Regions from separate parts of the Triticum aestivum genome. Here region 2 is linked to region 1. A link is a contact called in public Hi-C data. All regions are on one chromosome and are shown on one strand. Each heading gives the region's core, a stretch centred on a gene start, on an enhancer-like site or on the middle of the called end of the contact. The rest is flanking DNA. Distances are from core to core; before and after follow the strand shown. Region 1 holds the start of LOC123167458 (non-specific lipid transfer protein GPI-anchored 9). Region 2 has its middle 130 kb from the start of LOC123171410.

The links. A called contact is a pair of places that touch in the nucleus more often than the background predicts.
Region 2: a Hi-C map of leaf shows a contact between it and region 1, with 5 times the contacts expected there. The contact joins the enhancer-like site here to the promoter of LOC123167458 in region 1. A contact is called at or near these places in 2 of 5 Hi-C or Micro-C datasets (both in leaf) and 1 of 1 datasets of contacts at active chromatin or transcription factors (leaf).

The regions. Positions count from the first base shown.
Region 1 is chr7D:557,123,197-557,126,665 of IWGSC CS RefSeq v2.1, reverse strand. LOC123167458 (non-specific lipid transfer protein GPI-anchored 9) reads left to right here and starts at 1,829. Exons shown (of 3, transcript XM_044585297.1): 1 at 1,829-2,322; 2 at 3,167-3,193. The coding sequence starts at 2,001.
Region 2 is chr7D:557,318,558-557,322,026 of IWGSC CS RefSeq v2.1, reverse strand. No RefSeq gene overlaps it. Among protein-coding and RNA genes, the nearest start is that of LOC123171410, 130 kb to the right of the region's middle. Within about 2 kb of position 1,751, at least 4 of the 8 cell types and tissues checked have an H3K27ac peak or open chromatin away from gene starts, as enhancers often do. A contact at or near this core is called in leaf, where this site is marked.

The DNA of each region.
Region 1 (3,469 bases), core at 580-3,079:
ACGGTGGGCAGGCACGTTCCTCCGCTCCGCGGCGCCGTCCGTTGGAACTTTGCGCGTCTTCGTCGTCCGTGAGGAGCACAGATTCAGGTGGAGACCTTTCGCATGCAGAGCAGCCCCGTGTCGTCGTCTCTGCGCGGCCGGCGATCGAGACGAGACGTCCCGCCACGGCTGCTCTGCTGCGCAGCGCTGTCAGGTCAGACCGCCAGGCAAGGCCGCCCACGACGAATTCGTCCCCGCGGCTCGGTCGCAAGTTTGAACCGAACCGACCCCGAGTCGCAACCACGTATTGTTCGTTTCCTCCTCTCGAAGGAGGAGGAAAGGCGTGACGCGGACAGGCTAAAGCTCGTGTGTTCTTCTAAAACAGATTTCGTACCCGTGATGCAGCAGTCGCACAATCATTTCCTATACTTGGTCAAAATCTAGATATGCATGGTATAGAAAGAAAGAATACTTTTAATTATTATTTTTGCAGGAGAACTTCAGATACATTCATCATCTCTCACAGTAGTGCAAGGAACACCAAAAATAGCAAAAAAAAATGCATGCAGGTCCGTATACCACCCAGTGACAACTACAAGCACCGGAAGAGAGCGTCGCTCTGATCGCCCCTCCCTTATTGAAGCCGAGCAAAACATTCCGTAGTAGATCATCGGGAAGTCGTCATGTTAAGGTCGTATAAGACAGGTCGGAATAGCAATCGCCGCCGAGGAAAAGAAGCGTATATCGAAAGGATCCAAATTGTAGACACACGAACAGAGAATGGATCAACGGGGATCCGTCAAAGTCCAACACCGACCGGATCCCGCGAGGTCCGCCGAAGACACACCTTCACACAGCGACGGAGACATACCCTAGGCTGCCCAGGTGGCGGCCTGGGTTTCTTCATGCACTGTGGCAAATTTTCTATTGTTTAACACCGTAGAAAGTATTTGGCCTGGGTCTTGGCTGGGGCATGCCTTCATCCTGACGGCTCCACATGCCTTCGACGATGCTGGACGCATCGCCGGGACGAGGGATATAAATGGTGGACTTTATTCCATCTTCAAGAAGCCGCCACCGCCTCATATTGCTGAGCAGGTTACAATTCCATCTTCAGGTAGCCGCCGCCGCCTCATTTTCCGGAGTAGGTTACAAAATGTAATAGACATGAGAGGTTTGATTTAGAATAAATCTAGAATTTTAATCAATGTAAAGCAGGTTCTTATATTGTGGGACGAAGGAAATAACAATTTGACTTTACACCATTCTAGATAGAATACGAGAGAGCATTCGTCGCATTTATGAAAAAAGATTTTACAACCTTTGAATTTGAATCACAAAAGGGAGAATATCTGGTGCTACCATCCCTTTTGGTGCTACCATGATACCGTTTCAAAGAACTCAATTTTAAATGTTTCTCAAAAATTCTGAAAAAATCATGGATGTCCACATCACATGAGTGTACAACTCCTAAAAAAAATTCAAATCAAAATTAGAAATACACATTGAGAAAAAAAAGACAAATCCAGCGTGAATAGTGTCACAAAAAGACGAAAGTCAAAACACTACTATTCACATTCGATTTTGTCTCTCTCTTTTTTTTTTTCTTAATGTGCATTTCGATTTTGGACCTGAAATTTCTAGGAGTTGTAGCGACATCCCTTGTGAACATTCACATTTGTTTTCAGAATTTTTTGAAGCAACTAAAATTGTTTTTTTCTTCGAAATGGTACCGTTGGAGCATTTCGGAGTTGGTATCACCTGCTGGAGTAGGCTGCCAAGTGTCGATGCCCATTTCTCGAAACCCGAAAAGTCGAGATCGGAAACCACGAAGGAGCACCGTTCGCCGCTGGACGTTGTCTTCTCTCGGAACACGCGGCGCACTCCTCTCGTAAAAGCGGCACCAACCCTCTGTATCTGTAGACGGTGCCAGAGTCCACGCTCCGGAAGAAAAAGGCACCACCTTTGTTCGCCCTTCTCCTCTCCCTCGTGACACCACTCCCAGAGAAAGAGAGAGACAGATGGCGATGCGGGCGGTGGCGGTGCTGCTGCTTCTGGCGGTGGCGAGCGTGCTGGCGGCGGGCGCGGCGGCGCAGTCGACGGGCACGCCGGCGTGCGCGTCCAAGCTGACGGGCTGCGCCGGCTACATGAACGGCACGGACGCGCAGAAGCCGCCGGAGACCTGCTGCGGCCCGCTCCGGGACGCCGTGAAGAACGAGAAGCCCTGCCTCTGCGCGCTCTACGCCTCGCCCGAGATCTTCAAGGCCTTCAACATCAACGTCACCGACGCGCTCCGCCTCTCCAAGCGCTGCGGCGTCTCCGAGGACGTCAGCAGCTGCCCCAGTAATCCACCCGCCCCTCCCCCTCCCTCTCCTTTTCTTGCGAATTTTTTTTACCGCATTTCAGAAGATGCGATTTGGTCTTCCCGATTCCGGTTTAGGAATTTGCTTGGATCAGTTAATTGTAGATGCTGAAGTAGCAATGCATGTTTGATCTGACGATGGTGGAAATTACTGCTGAATTTCGTGATCAATCTTTCTAAGCAACTAATAAAGATTAGCTAAGATGTAGGCTAGTAGGCAGATCAAAATGTGCAAAGGGATGGAAGAAAAAAATCCCCTGTTTGAACTTTTAGTTTCTGTTATCCAAGTAATGGGAAACGGGTTGATCCTGATCTGGTCTCGAAGAAAACCCGCTAGTTACGTTTATGCGTTTGTTACTTCGTCGTGGGTGTCGTATGGAAGTTGGTCTTTAGCAATTCTGCTGACTGTCGCCATCAAAATGGCTGTATAGAAGGAAAAAAGCAAAATCTAGATGTGAAATCTCGGACCAGATTGCTTGCAATGGAGAAACAAAGAAGGGTTTGGAGGCATCAAGAGTGCCAGATGCCCCCATCTTGCCCACTCCAGATGTGGTGCTAATCTTAGTTAAATCCAGCGACTTATTGGTGTCAATTTGTCAGATTATGCTATGGGGACATTAGTCTAAGCCCAGTCTTGGATGCATTGTTTTATCCATTTTACTTTGCGGTGGTTAAACCGGTTCTGAAAATTATCTAGTTTGACCTGTACTTGTCCAACTCTCATAATCTATTCTTTGACCATGGCAGTAGCTGGCATTTTGTTCTGATAATTTCAGTATATATATTACTGCCGTTTGCTGATCTCGTCGCATTTTCAATTCACAGGCACCTCTCTGACGAAGTCTCCTCCAGGTAATATATACCTGTCATGCTTTCTAAAGAGTACTACTAGTATACTGATTATACTAGCCACTTGCTATGCTTAGCTGCCCTGTTGTCTGAATCGTGACACTTTGCCAGCTGAACCTTGGCTGGTTAAAGAATGATTTCTGATACCACGGCGGCAAATTGATGCGAGCCACGTTAGTTAGTTTATTAGTTGTAGAAAACAACTCGTGTTGGTCGGTTATCCGGTGATTGTGGCTGCTTGCAATTATACTATATGGGGAAAATATATTATAGAACCAA
Region 2 (3,469 bases), core at 502-3,001, 200 kb before region 1:
GAATGTTCGTACATTTCTAGAATTGTTCAGAAGTTAAAAAATATTACTGTTTATATTTTGGCACGAATTCACTTCATTTTGTGTTTTTTAAAAATATTTGGAATTCTGAACTTCTATTCAAATTTTAAAAAACTGTTCGCTATTTCATACAATTCACATTTGTCAAAAAATGCTGAGAATTCCAACAGTTTTTCACATGCTATGAATTTTTTTCGGATTTTCAGATTTGTGTCACATTTTTGAATAATGTTTTTGAAATTTCATAAATAATTTTTGAAATGTTTCGAATTGTTGGCTGCGGACTCGACTGGGCCGGCACACCAGACATAAAGAGACTATTTTTTTTTCTTATCACGCGCCGTAAAAATTCTTTCTTTCTTTTTCTTAATGCACGGCATAATAATTCCAAAAGAGAAAAAACATGCCGTGGCATCGAACTTGGGACCTGGAAGGTTTGACCTGATTTCACTAGCCACTACACCAGACAACTATGACTGACAAAATAAGAGGCCAAGAATATTTAACCAGAAACCAAAGCGTCGAACTTCAAAAACCTTTTTTAGGGGAAAACAAGTATTGTGAACGTATTTATTTTTGAAATCTTTGAACATTTTATAAAGTGCATTTTTGAAAATTTCAAATACTTTTAATAAACCAACAACTCTAAAAAAGAGAACACCTTTTGAAACATAAACATTTTTAACCTGAACAAAATTTTAAAGTAAAAACACTTTTTGAAACATAAATTTTTTCTGAAACCTGAACAAAAGTTTAAAGTGCGAATACTTTTTGTACAATGTAAAAAAATGTTTGCGTGTTGTAAAAAAAATGTGTCATAACCGTAACAGGATATATGTGACATGTGTTTGCAAAAAGTGTATGCAAATTTAAAAATATTGAACCATGTAAAACAGTGCTCGTGTTGTTTTATAAAATGTTTATTGTCATTAAGGGAATGTAAAACATGTATTTGGAAAATATTACCATGCATTTAAAAAAGTTTTGAAAACATTTAATTTAAAAATGTCCATAATTTATTTGAAAATATCTAAAGTTTATCAAATATTTAATGTATGCGTTAAAAATGCACATTGGGTACTGAGAAAAAATATACATGTGTAAAGATGAAAAAAAGAAATGATAACGTAAAAGAAAAAACAAACTAGTGCGCACGCGAGAGCGACTGTGCTACTGGGCTGGCCCAATTCAGCAAATACCGGTGAAGTCCTCTCAAGGTTTAAAATAGACCGGGATTAGAGAGTTTGGTGTGCTGATTTCAGGGATTGAGAATTTGGGGTTTGGCTTAGCTTTCGTCTATAAATTCAAGGTTTTTTTGAACTTTTTCTCATGAATGATGATTACTGCCGCTCAGAATCCACTCTGGCTCAGAATCCACGGCGGTTCCTTGCTGCAAGTCCTGGGAAGAACGAAAGTCTGAATCTTTTTAATTGTGTGAAAACATGCGCGTGGTCCTTCAGTGTTGGAGCCAAACACAAAGACATAGACATATATGCTGTTGTTCCGTGAACTGGATCCACGGCGAGGGGTAGCGGTGGGAGATGTGGACATGGCTGGCCACGCCCATGGGACGAGACGAGATGGGCCTGGGCGTGATGTGAGAGTATGTGGAGTGAGCGCGTAGTGTCCGCGTCGGTGTCCGTGTCGTGTCGATTTCGAGGGGATGGCAATGCAGGCAAGCGAACAAAGGCGCATGTGGTCGATGGAGCGCAACGGTTGCTGCCGCTCCCGCCACCATCGGTTGCGTACCGTTGCGACAGCGCTTTCCCAACCGAACATGTGTGTAGGCCAAGGCACGGGGAGTCGCTGGCCGGTGGGCCCCGGGCCGGTCGTTGCCGTATGTTTGGTTGCCGTTGAAGATCATTTTTAACTTGAGAAGAGCTAGGTCCCTCCAAAAAAAACCTTAAGAAGTGCCAGGGGCGTGAAGTATGAACCGGAGAGGATTTGTGGCACGAGGGTTTCACGGCACGCAGTTTCTTGGGTTTGCTTTTATTTTTAGCTTTCGATTCTTAAACTTTTATATATTTGGACCTGAAAGTCTAAATTAAGTTATGTTTTTATATTCGTGTTTATGGCGACGAGAGCTTTCAGATAAGATTCATTTTAAATATATTTTAACAAATTCTAAAAATAAATGATAAGCTTCAACTCTTGAAACTTAGTACGCGCAAGCAATAGAATTACAATTTTTTTTGCCTACGGTCAACAAAAAAACCTAAAATTTTATCTATGAAACTTGATAAAAGCGAGTGAGTAATTGCAAGTTTCAGATAAAAAACAGCAAGTTTCAACACCCGAAAACTAAAACTTATTGTTCCCTAATGCGGGATCCAACTACTTCGCGAATCGCGAGGCAATCGAGCGGTCAGGCAGGGCTTGGCAAGTGCGTGCCCCAGCACCTGTGTGCCCCTGTGAATTTGCGAAGTATGAACCCCCCTCCTTTTCCAATGCTTTCGTTTGTCAGTGCCTCGTCCGTTCCTCTCTAGTTTCACTACAGAAAAAACATATGTTGCCTTGTGTTTCTTCGCATGACATTACTCTACTCCTAAAAGCGGAGTTGGTAGTCTCGCCTCACTCCTACCAACCCGTAGGCACACTATATTACACCCGCGAGCGTCGTACAAATGACCTTTCGCTCAAGTGCAACCAATTTGGGTTCGCCCATTTGACGCGTGCATTAATTTAATCAAATCGGCACTTTTCCAAAATAACATGATACATTAACCCATTCAAATCAAATCTTCAGAAAATATCAACTAAATCCAAACTTTCCTTGCCTTCCACTACTCATATCTAAATCAAATCAAATCTGAAGAAAACATCAACTATGATCAAAGTTTGGCGGCCCATTTGACGGCGTGCACGCATTTTCATTATATATATTTTTCTATGTTTTTTTTTGCTTTTTTTGTTTCATTTTTCTATTACCAACCTATTATTCTGTGCTCGGCATCTTCACTATCTTCACTATTAAAGAGGAGTCTGCGACGGTGATGGTACGCCGCTATGTTGTTCATTCATCCATTCCCGCCCACCTGCCCGTAAGAAAATCATCATTCTTTTTTTGGGATAGAAAATCACCATTAAATCTATCATGTTCCTGTAAGGAACTTGGTCCTAGAAAATCAAGACGTGATCTGATTTTGAATGCATGACGCGATGCACTGCCTAAAAGGAGGGCCGCCTCACCCAACAGACTGTTGGGTTCTACAGTAGGGTGCGTCGACTGTAAATTAAAATTTTCCTACGCGCAGAACAAACAAGAACATGCTACGGGAATGGACCACGGATCGTTACCACTAGATGCGCAGTGCCGTGCAGTGGAAGAAGAGTTGGGGCAGCACGTCCGCGTGGATTGTCTCCTCCTCGTCTGATCTCCCTCAAATAGCTGGTCGTCAGATCTCACGTACAGGTTCGCCGGAGCGGCGCAAGTGCACCGCCTCTAACAGAA